Linked DNA regions of Mus musculus: regions 2, 3 and 4 are each linked to region 1. The links are chromatin contacts, called in public HiChIP or PLAC-seq and promoter capture Hi-C maps. All regions are on one chromosome and are shown on one strand. The core of a region is the stretch at or near the end of the contact, and the rest is flanking DNA. Distances in the headings are between cores, read along the strand shown.

Region 1 (2,521 bases), core at 14-2,513:
TTATTTACATTTTATGTTTCTGGGTGCTTTGCTTGCTTGTATATATGTGTGCACAGTATGGTACTGATGGAGGCAGTACTGGATCCTAGGAGCTGGAGGTGAAGAAGGCTGTGAGCTGCCATGTGGGTGCTGGAGATCAAACCCTGGTCCTGTGTTCTTAATGAGTGAGTCACTCCTCCAGGCTCAGGCTCTGAGCTTTAAATGCCAGACACTTACAGGACTTAAGTACTCAGGTTAGAGGCACATGCTTTGGAGTTTGAGTGACAGTGGACTAGTACCCAGCTACTAAGTTACTAAGTATTACAGCGTCTTGACTCAGATTGCCAAGACCTTTGGTTCATAACCCTTGGCCTTCTTCGAGAGCAGTATGTACTCTTAATCTCAAAGTTATCTTCCCCTCTCCCCTCCCCCTTTCTGCTCTCATCTCTTCAACTCCCTTCCCCTCCACTCTTTTCTCCTTCCTTTTCCCACCTCTCATTTTTGAGACAAGGTCTCATTCTGAAGCCCAGGCCAGTTCTGGAATTCATGATGTAGCCCAGACTGGCTTGGAACCCACAGTAATTCTCCTGCCAGAAGAGGGCATCAGATCTCATTATGGATGGTTGTGAGCCACCATGTGGTTGCTGGGATTTGAATTCAGGACCTCTTGAAGAGCAGTCATTGCTCTTAACTGCTGAGCCATCTCTCCAGCCCCCCTAAGTGTCATTATCTTAGGAGTCCCAGTGTTAAAACCAACCAACCAATTTGCCAGAAGTAGCAAATTATAGGATAGACAGTTACATACACACATACAGCAGTTATGCGAAGTTCAAATTTTTTTTTTTTTTTTAAAACTTCAGTCTTCGGACCTTCGGAAGAGCAGTCGGGTGCTCTTACCCACTGAGCCATCTCACCAGCCCGCGAAGTTCAAATTTAACTGGATCTATCCTCTGTCTGGCAACACAAGCTAGTGCAACATGCTGAAGTAATACATCAGACTATCTGTGATTTCCCAAGGTTCTGTCCCTCCTCCATTGTGCACAAGTTTCTTGGCCTTTTTGTCTCTTGAAATGAAAGGTATTAACTCCGCACACAGGTTCAGTACGTGTCGCAAGCAGCGAGGAGTTCTCATGGGAATGGCTATTGATGGCTGCTCGAATCCTACTTTGATACTTGTTCCCCAAAAGCGGCTTCCAGTACAGGTCGCACAGGCCTGGCTAGAGGCCGACCGCCCGACTCCAAGATGGCGTCTGCAGCGTCGGCCAGGAGTCAAGATGGCGGCCCGCGGCCACGCCTGCGCTCTGGGCTCTCCTCCCCGTAGTCTCCCTGGGGCGGGGGGTGCGACTCCGGTTGCCGGTGCGCCGATTTTCTTCCACCGCGGTGGCTGTCGCCGCGGCTCCCTGTCGCGCGCCATGCAACTCCTCTGCTGGTGGCAAGTCCTGCTGTGGGTGCTGGGCCTTCCGGCCCACGGCCTGGAGGGTGAGTGCGGATCGGGGTCCGGCGAAGGCGGCTGCGTGGGGCGACGCGCTGCCACCCGCGGGCGGTGCGGGACGGTGCGTGGCGGTGGGGGTGCTGGGCGGCGGAGGCCGAGCCTGCCCAGGCCCCTCGGCGGGCCTGGCCCGATACCCTCTGCGATGCGCACTTTATGATCAGCCGTCAAACGCAGACACCTGACTTTTGTTGTGTCCTGATTAGAATCCCAGAGCTCAGATCTCCTCCAGTCCTTCCAGCCGCCGCGGGAGACTGCTTCCGTTAATACCTTCATTTCACAGGCTGGAGACGAGGAGGCTCGGAGGGAATAAGCTATTTGCCTGTTCGCACTTAGTAGTAATATCAGAGCCTGAGGTCTCTCCGACTTCAAAGTTCACGCTGGAGTTCGCTCTTGCTGGGCCACTGTTTGAAAGTGGCCACTCTAGATTAGTTGGGATCTGTCTGAAGAAAACACCAAAAACCAACATCAGATTCCTGGGGCCCGTGTTTATGTGGGGACCCCTTTAAGTGGGTAAAGGAGCCACTCTGTGCTAGAGTGGGGAGCAGAGAGAGGCCTTCTTAGTTCATGGCTCTTTTATCCACTCCTATTAAAAGACCATTTCTTTCTTTCTTTTCTTTTGGATTCATTTATTTATTTTTAGTTGATTAGTTAGTATTTTTTTGAGACAATGTTTCTCTCTGGAACCTGGCTGTCCTAGAAATTACTCTGTAGGCCAGAGATCAAGAGATCTGCTTGTCTCTGCCTCCCGAGTGCTGGGATTAAATTCCACCACTGCCTGATTTACATCAAACATTTTTTGTTGCTATTGTCCTTTGTTTTGAGACAGCTCAGACCGACCCCCCCTCCCCCCAATCCTCCTGCCTGCCTAGGGCTGTTTCCATTTAGGGATGCCCAACCTGGAACTGAGACTCAGGACCTAAATCCTCTTTCAATATTATGCAGCCATAGATGAGGGCCTGAGATGGAAGCCAGTGTCTGTCAGATCTCACAGCCAAAAATTGAAATTTTCAATCTATTTAATCACTAGCCTTTAAAATGAAGATGTAAGTG
Region 2 (2,521 bases), core at 16-2,515, 610 kb before region 1:
TTTTGTTTTGTTTCCTACCGTGTAAAATGGACCAAGATTCCATTTTACAAGCAGCCTGTGTCTCCACCTTGAGGGTAGAAGTAAACTGTATTCCTCAGTGGACCCAAACTCCTATTTGCTCGGCACCACTCATCGGCAGAGATTGATAAACGACTTATTCCTGAGAACAGAGGATGCTACCTCATAAACTTATTGGGAATGAACTGAGAACAAGCCCAAGAACTTATCAGATACTGCAGACCAAGGAGAAGCTCTAACTCTCTCATCCAGACCCCATAAAGTGAAGATGGCTCCCAACACTAGCCTCAAATACATCATGACAATCCTCCTGCCTCAGCCTCCAGAGTGATATAATTACAGGCAGGCACCACATCCAACCTTATTATTGTCTGGGTTTTTGTTTGTTTTGTGGGTGTGTTTTGTTTCGTTGAGAGATGATCTATTATTGGAGCAGAGGTTTGTCTTGAACTCCTGGTCGTCTTGCGTCCTCCAGAGTACTTTGACCACAGCCTTAACTATCTTTTTCTCGAACAATGTCTTTTTTTTCTCAAATGTGCATTTCTCTAACCTTAGTCTCCCAAATTTTGGAATAGCAAGTATGAGCCACCGTGCTCAGCCATTAGTAAGTGCTTCTTAGACAGGGTCTCAGGTAGCCCAGGCTGGCCTCAAGCTCCTAATCTTATATCCTCCACCTCCTGTGTATTGAGATGAAGAGCTGTACCATTATGTCTGCTTTAATAAGCTAAGTAAAACATTTCTAGAATCTGGGTCTTAGGTTCTCTTCCAAAGAAATGGGAGAAATTGCCGGGCATGGTGGTGCATGCCTTTGATCCCAGCACTCGGGAGGCAGAGGCAGGAGGATTTCTGAGTTCGAGGCCAGCCTGGTCTTCAGAGTGAGTTCCAGGACAGCCAGGGCTACACAGAGAAACCCTGTCTCGAAAAACCAAAAAGAAAAAAGAAAAGAAATGGGAGATAATTTTCCACATATAGAAAAAGGAAATGACAAGTGTCCGTCAGTGGCTCACCTTGAGCAAAACTGAGAGCCCTGAGCTAAGAAGTGATCAACATGAACCGTTTTTTTCCAATTCACTGGACTCCTAAGGCGCCAGAGGAACCAAAACAAAATGAGCCTCTGGGCCCCGCCTCCTCTGGGCCCCGCCCCCTCAGGGCCCCGCCCCAGCGGGACTCTGCAGAGCCCAAACTTCGCGAGAGTTGCTGGCCGGGTCAAATCCCCGCCCACCCACTGCTCGTGGTAGCAGGCCGCATGCGCAGCTTCTTAACGGCGCGTCTTGCCGGAAAGATGGAGTGTCCTGCGCCCGATGCTACGGATGCTGCGGACCCTGGAGAAGCCGGACCGTACAAGGGCTCCGAGGAGCCGGAGGGTCGGGAACCGGACGGAGTGCGCTTTGACCGCGAGAGGGCGCGTCGCCTGTGGGAAGCTGTGTCCGGTGCGCAGCCGGCGGGGAGGGAGGAAGGTGAGTCGGGGGCTCCGGGGTTGGCGGCTGGACCGAGGCGGGATGGGATGGCCCTGCCTCCTGTCACTCCCCTGGCGCCCGCCAGCCTCTGCACGACGTTCCGGAGCTGCGAGCTCGCTCTCGCGAAGGGTGCTGGACCTAGTAACTCGTTACCCTGCGGAATTTGTCCGTCCTCCTTTCCAGGGCGTTCACTTGCGAACAGTTTCCCCCCATTCTAGGTCTTGTCCTCTTAGACAGCGACAGGACTTTCCCAGCCTGACTCGTAGGCGAGCCAGCCCCCGTCCCTGTCTGTCTTTAATTCCACAACTCCACATTGCTTCTCTTTCCTCTCAAAGCCCTATGGTTCTGACAGATCCGAATAGCTTTATTTAATTTACTTCATTATTATTACATTTATTTTGCGACGCCTCTCACTGTTCCAACTCGTGGTGGACCTCCTGCCCTCATCCTTCCTAGTGAGAGGGAGGACCAACGTGAGCTCTGGAAGGTCTTCTTGAATCCCAGCTCCTGGGCTTGATGACTGCGTCCTGGTTTGCCATGTTTCTTCCTTGGTAGACTTGGCTGGCCTTGAACTTGCATGGGTCTCCCTGCCTCAGTGTGGGCATCGCTGGCTTGCACCACTATGTCCTTCAAAACCGTATTTCTGTGTCTGTTGCCAACAGCTTTTTCCACTGAGGAGGCCCAGGAGGCGGGGAAGCTTAGGTATTCATCTTGCCTCTGACTGCTTCATCTCACACTCGATGCAGAGTTGTGGAGAACAGTGTATACTCACTCAGGGTGCACTTCTGGGCAGAACCTTACCAGATGGCTCTGTTTGAACCAAAACTGGGTGGGTAACAAGGATACTAGAGGAGTGCAGGGCGAGCTGGCCTCTTTCTCTTTTCAGAGTCCCTTCCCGAGCTAGCTACTTAATACTAACCCAAATGTACAAGAACTGTTATCTGGGTTTCTGTGCTAACCTATCAGGTCCCTGCAGAGAAGTCTTTCCCTGGTTATTTTGCTTGCTGAGCAGACTAATCTTGGGAAGTTTAATGTGTTTGTGAACT
Region 3 (2,521 bases), core at 11-2,510, 560 kb before region 1:
CCTACTATCATTTACTGATTTGCTGAGGAGCAAACAAAGACAGAGACAAGGCTGATAGACAGTACTGAGATTCAGGGCTCATTCTTTTCTCCATCCTAACAAAGGGGACTTGGCAAATCCCCAGGGATGTCCTGGGGCCTTGAACGGAGACCAAAGTGCCAGACCAATAGAGAGCAGGTTAGACTAGGAACAGGGGATGGGTGAGCAAAGACCCAGGGATAGGATGGGGAGCAACACAGGAGGAGGAGGTCTGTACATGTGGACCAGACCACCATGTCATCACAACACTATCTATGTAAAAACCAGAGGAAGTATTCTTTTAAAGCATTATTTATTTTATGTATGTGAGTCCACTGTAGCTGCTCTCAGACACAGCAGAAGAAGGCATCGGATCCCATTACAGATGGTTGTGAGCCACCATGTGGTTGCTGGGAATTGAACTCAGGACCTCTGGAAGAGCAGTCAGGGCGGGGCAGTGGTGGCACACGCCTTTAATCCCAGCACTTGGGAAGCAGAGGCAGGCAAACTTCTGAGTTTAAGGCCAGCCTGGTCTACAAAGTGAGTTCCAGGACAGCCAGGGCTATACAGAGAAACCCTGTCTTGAAAAAACAAAAACAAAAACAAAAACCCCAAACAAACAAAAAGAAACAACAAAAAAACTTTTTAGAGTGAAAATTTAAACTTTTAAAAATAAAAGCACAACTTTTTACAAATTAAAGTTTAAAGTTTTTTCCTCTCTCTCTTTCTCTCTCTCTCTCTCTCCCTCCCTCCCCCCCCCCTCTTTTCCGAGACTGTGTTTCTCTGTATAGCTCTGGCTGTTCTAGAACTCACTCTGTAGACCAGGCTGGCCTCGAACTCAGAAACCCACCTGCCTCTGCCTCCCCAGTGCGCCGCCGCCACCCCGACCGACCGAGATATATTTTAAATATCCTCTGAAGGTCGCTCAGGCCAAGGAGAGGTCAGGTCTCTCTGATGTTCTGTGATTTCACGGAAAACCAGAGAGCCTGGTGAGTGCCAAATTGAGGAAGAGCAAAGGATAGAGCAAGGTAGCAAGTTAGACCTTGCAGGTTGGACGTGGGGCCCCGGAACGACTGAGACTGGGCGATCCAGTCCCAACGGGGAGCTCCCGCACTAGGGTACCGGGCTGACATTTGCCGGGTCTCGGACCACGCCTCTCAGATCAGAAGTGGTCCAGGAGGGGCGGAGTCCGAGGTGGGCGGGGCAGGAGGGGGCAGCCCCCCGCCACGCTGCAGTTGCAGGGACATTCCTGGCTCTTCGGCCCGGGGCGGAGGAGCTCCGGGCGGGTGAGTGTGCCAGCCCTGCCGGGATCGTGACCCGCGCGCGCGGGAGCCGGGCGGCGGAGGAGCCAGGTGAGCCGGGCCCCTGCGCCGGGAGCGGAGCCCTCTAGCTCTGGGCCAGTTGGGCCACACACCGTACTCCCGGCCGCCGTGGGGACAGCGGCCGTGGAGCTCCCGAGCTGCCCCCTCTGTCCCGGGGACCTTGGCGCCCGCGCGGCGGGAGTGGTTGGGTGGAGGGGGCGGTAAATCAGTAACCCGCAGCGCACACAGGGCCTTTTGTCCCCCTCCGTTCAAAGAGCACCCTGGTCACCGCTCTGGTTACTTATTGCCCACCGGGGCGGGGGCGATGGGCCAGCTGTCTATGCAACTCCGCACGGGGACCGCTGACGTGCACCTCCCTCCAAGAGCGACGGGGTGGGGGCATTAAAGTAAGAGCACTGTCGCCCCTGGCAAAAAAAAAAAAAGTAATGCTCGCAGTCGCTTGCACAGAGTACCTCATCGCGTGAGTGCAGGAGGGTGAACAACTTAGCGCTCTCTGATGACAGTCCCAAGTGCTAGCGATCCTAAGGGGCCAGCCTTGGTGACCAGACTAAGAATTCTGTGGTTGTGAGTTCAGGGTAACCTGTGAGTGGGAATAAAACCTCCCCGGACCTGTCCGCCCCAACCCAAGCTGGAGATGAAGCATGGCCCTCTCTGCTTTGCAGGGTGTGGTAGGAGTCTTTTGCAGATGGGCCGAGCAAACTAGGGGGTAGGGGACAGATCAAGGTTTTAAGGCAATAGAGGAACACGGAGGTACAGGCAAGGGAGCAAACATGTCGGCGTTTAGAATTTACTGAAGGGACAGACTGTGGGAGTTACAAGGTTGACACTGGCATTTAAAATGAAGCGTAGAAAAGCTGGGCCCAGCACATGGGCCTTGATGGGTAGTACTAGCCAGGCTGAGGCAGGAGCCTCACCATTTGTAGACCTGCTTGGTTTGCAGAGTGAGTTTCAATGCCAGTCTTCCTGGTCAACTTTAGTGAGAACTTGTCTCAAAATAATAGAAAAAGAAACAGGAGGGTCCTGCAGTTAACCCTTAGGGGCTTGTAATCTGGGTGACAGGGAGAAAAAACAAAATCAAAACAAAAAAACTAGTGGGCAGTGAAGAACCAAGGTTTGCCAAGATACCAAGCGAGAAATGACCATGACCTAGTCTCTGTGGGGCAGGGGAGCTGAGAGACATT
Region 4 (2,521 bases), core at 8-2,507, 540 kb after region 1:
TTGTGAAGTTCAGAAAGTGCAACAAAAACGAAAGGCCGTCTGGGGGCGGGCGGGGGGGGGGGGAGGCCGTGCTGGGGGTGGAGAAATAGACCGAGGGCAGCTTCAGCGAGGGTGCAGCAACCTAACAAGTGGTCAGGTATTCCCCCTCCCCCCTTTAAAGCTCCCAGAATTCACTTGGGGGTAAGTGTGGCCCCCGGAGGCTTCAGCCAGTTCCCCATCTATTATTGCTCTTAGACTGGGGGAGGAAGAAAGTATTGATGTTGCCTTACAAAGGCCTAGTGGTATGGGATGAAACAGGGCGTCGTGTGGAGCAGGTCTTTGGGCAGGCCAGGAAAGGAGAAAAGGGGATCGCCCGGGCCATAGGTGAAGTCTTCTGAAGCCGAGGGACTACTGGGGTCAGAGAGTGGTGATGCCACAGTGGCGCAGGGGGAGGCAGCGGCCCCGGAACCCCAGGACTCAGTGTCGCTGGCCGGGCTCGGGGGCCCGGGCAGACAGGGGACACACTGCGGAGGCAGGAGGCGCTCCCGGGCACTGCCCCCGGGGAGCCCTTGATCTGCCAGGCGCAGTGTCTCAGCCAGGGCCCAGATGTAGTTGTAGGCGAAGCGCAGCGTCTCAATCTTGGTGAGCTTGGTGTCGTCGGGGAACGAGGGCAGCACGCTGCGCAAGGCGTCCAGCGCAGCGTTGAGGTTGTGCATGCGGTTGCGCTCGCGATCGTTGGCTTTGACGCGACGACTCCTCCGCAGGGAGTGCAGCAGAGCCTCGGACCGCACCCGAGCGCGACCTCGCCGCCTCCGCCGTTCCTGCTCTTCGTCCTGGGCACCGGGAACATTCGATGCCCCGGAGAGGGCGGGAGCGCTCCTCCGGGCTGGCACGGACAGCCCCGAGGTGGAGGCTAGGGGCTGTAGCCTGGCACAGTCCTCCTCGTCGGTGAGGAAGCTGGACAGGTCGCTGCTGCTGTTGCTGCTGGAGCAGTCGAGATCAGAGATGCAGGTCTCCAAAGGGGCAGGCATCTTGCAGTGTGCAGGACCGACAGACGGACAGGAGGTTTGGAGGTCGGCCTTCGAAGCGCACTTACTGTCCGTACGACCCGGGGCTAGCCTGTGCCTGCTGCAGGCGCGAGGGCCGGGAAGATCGCAGGGGCTCAGGGAGTGAATGGGCTTGGCCCTCCTCGCCTCGCCTGCAGGGGCCACGCGCCGGGCTGGTCTCCTGAGTGATGTCGCCGGCGATCAGATCAGCTCCTGTGAGCACCAAGTGTGGCACACGACCGGCCTCAGGACCCCTTAAGTACGGCGCGCAACAATGGGCGCCCCCTCCCTGGCCACCTCCGCCCCCGAGGCGGCGCGGGTGAATGGCGAGAGGCGGCAGGTCAGCCCCGTGCGGCGCCTGCTATTTGCATAATTTATGCTCGCGGGAGGCCGCCCCCGCCCAGCCCCCCTCCTGGAGCGTGCCCGTAATTACCGCCGGCCAATCGGTGGCCCGGCCTGCTCCGGGAGCCGGATCAAGCGAGGGAGGCCGGGGCGTCTCTGGCCGGGAAACCCGGGCGAAGGCGGGGGCCGGGGGCGATTAGCGGCGGGCCGAGGCACACTCCTCCCAGGGGCGCGCGGGTGTCCCTCGCTGGGGTGGATGGGGAGGAGGAGCCCTGGCAGAAAGTGTGAGCTCTGTGGCGGGTGATGGAGAGCTGGGGCTGAGGCTGGAGGCTGGGTTCGCATCCCTTTGCCTGCTACTGAGTTCGCATCCCTTTGCCTGCTACTGATTGACTATTCGCATCTAAACAGACAGGACCAGTAAACAGTTACACGTCTTGAGGAGGGATAGATGTCCCTGCTCCGCCAAGGTTAATGAAGAAGACAGCAAGAGAAAGATCTAAAGATCCAATGAGTTCCCAGACTGAGCTGGGGCTTGACCCCACTCTGCCCCTGCCCGCGTACCCCTCCTCAAAGACTCACGAGGTAATATGGGGGTGTGCAGACCCCCTCTTCTCCTGAAATCTTGCTCTCTCCATTTCCAAGCATCCTCTTGTGCCGCACGTTTTGGAATGGTGCCAGCCTCAGGGGCTCACCCCAGTGCCAGCTGGCTAAGGGACTTAGCTTCTGGCCAGGAGAGAGATGTCCCACAGAAGGCAGCAAGCACACAGTGGAATTCCGTCCCCATCCCTTCTGCCAATTTGCCTATAAACTTGCCTAGTCCAGAGAAATGTCCTCATTCTGTGGGTCGAGTCATTTTCCTGTTTGCCGGACAGCAATAGAGGCTCAGGCAGCCTCTCAAATGCACCTGAGAGGAGTTATTTATTAAGGAGCAAACCTGGATCGTGGAGTCAGGTATTAAAAACAAAAGGAACACCCTAGAGGCGCCCCCCCCCCCTTTCCATGATATCTGAGTGGTGGCCTCAGGCCCAGTGCAATGCCTAGCCTGCTGTCTTCAAAGGGGCTCTGTCCAGGACACCTGCGCCTTGGTAGAGAAAGCACAGCCTCTTTGCCTATGCCTAGCTCTTGCCCCGTGGCTCCTTCCCTCTGTAGCAGCT

What was found. HiChIP or PLAC-seq counts read pairs in DNA pulled down with a chosen protein or histone mark. Capture Hi-C pulls out chosen DNA fragments and counts their contacts.
Region 2: a contact with region 1 is called in a promoter capture Hi-C map of liver, with 4 times the contacts expected there. The contact joins the promoter of Zfp346 here to the promoter of Txndc15 in region 1. A contact is called at or near these places in 9 of 39 promoter capture datasets (the C10 cell line, cranial neural crest, erythroid cells and 5 more), 1 of 484 Hi-C or Micro-C datasets (CD4 T cells), 4 of 115 datasets of contacts at active chromatin or transcription factors (bone marrow-derived dendritic cells, bone marrow-derived macrophages, memory CD8 T cells and 1 more) and 3 of 9 other capture datasets (adipose tissue, liver and pancreatic islet).
Region 3: a contact with region 1 is called in an H3K27ac HiChIP or PLAC-seq map of hepatocytes, with 4 times the contacts expected there. The contact joins the promoter of Fgfr4 here to the promoter of Txndc15 in region 1. A contact is called at or near these places in 1 of 115 datasets of contacts at active chromatin or transcription factors (hepatocytes) and 1 of 9 other capture datasets (pancreatic islet).
Region 4: an H3K4me3 HiChIP or PLAC-seq map of embryonic stem cells shows a contact between it and region 1, with 8 read pairs. The contact joins the promoter of Neurog1 here to the promoter of Txndc15 in region 1. A contact is called at or near these places in 1 of 39 promoter capture datasets (embryonic stem cells) and 2 of 115 datasets of contacts at active chromatin or transcription factors (both in embryonic stem cells).

The regions. Positions count from the first base shown.
Region 1 is chr13:55,713,387-55,715,907 of GRCm38.p6, forward strand. Txndc15 (thioredoxin domain containing 15) reads left to right here and starts at 1,264. Exons shown (of 5, transcript NM_175150.3): 1 at 1,264-1,458. The coding sequence starts at 1,392.
Region 2 is chr13:55,104,044-55,106,564 of GRCm38.p6, forward strand. It overlaps Zfp346 (zinc finger protein 346), which reads left to right and starts at 1,266. Exons shown (of 7, transcript NM_012017.2): 1 at 1,266-1,475. The coding sequence starts at 1,301.
Region 3 is chr13:55,151,558-55,154,078 of GRCm38.p6, forward strand. It overlaps Fgfr4 (fibroblast growth factor receptor 4), which reads left to right and starts at 1,261. Exons shown (of 18, transcript NM_008011.2): 1 at 1,261-1,370.
Region 4 is chr13:56,250,923-56,253,443 of GRCm38.p6, forward strand. It overlaps Neurog1 (neurogenin 1), which reads right to left and starts at 1,258. Exons shown (of 1, transcript NM_010896.3): 1 at 1-1,258. The coding sequence starts at 1,010. The coding sequence ends at 276.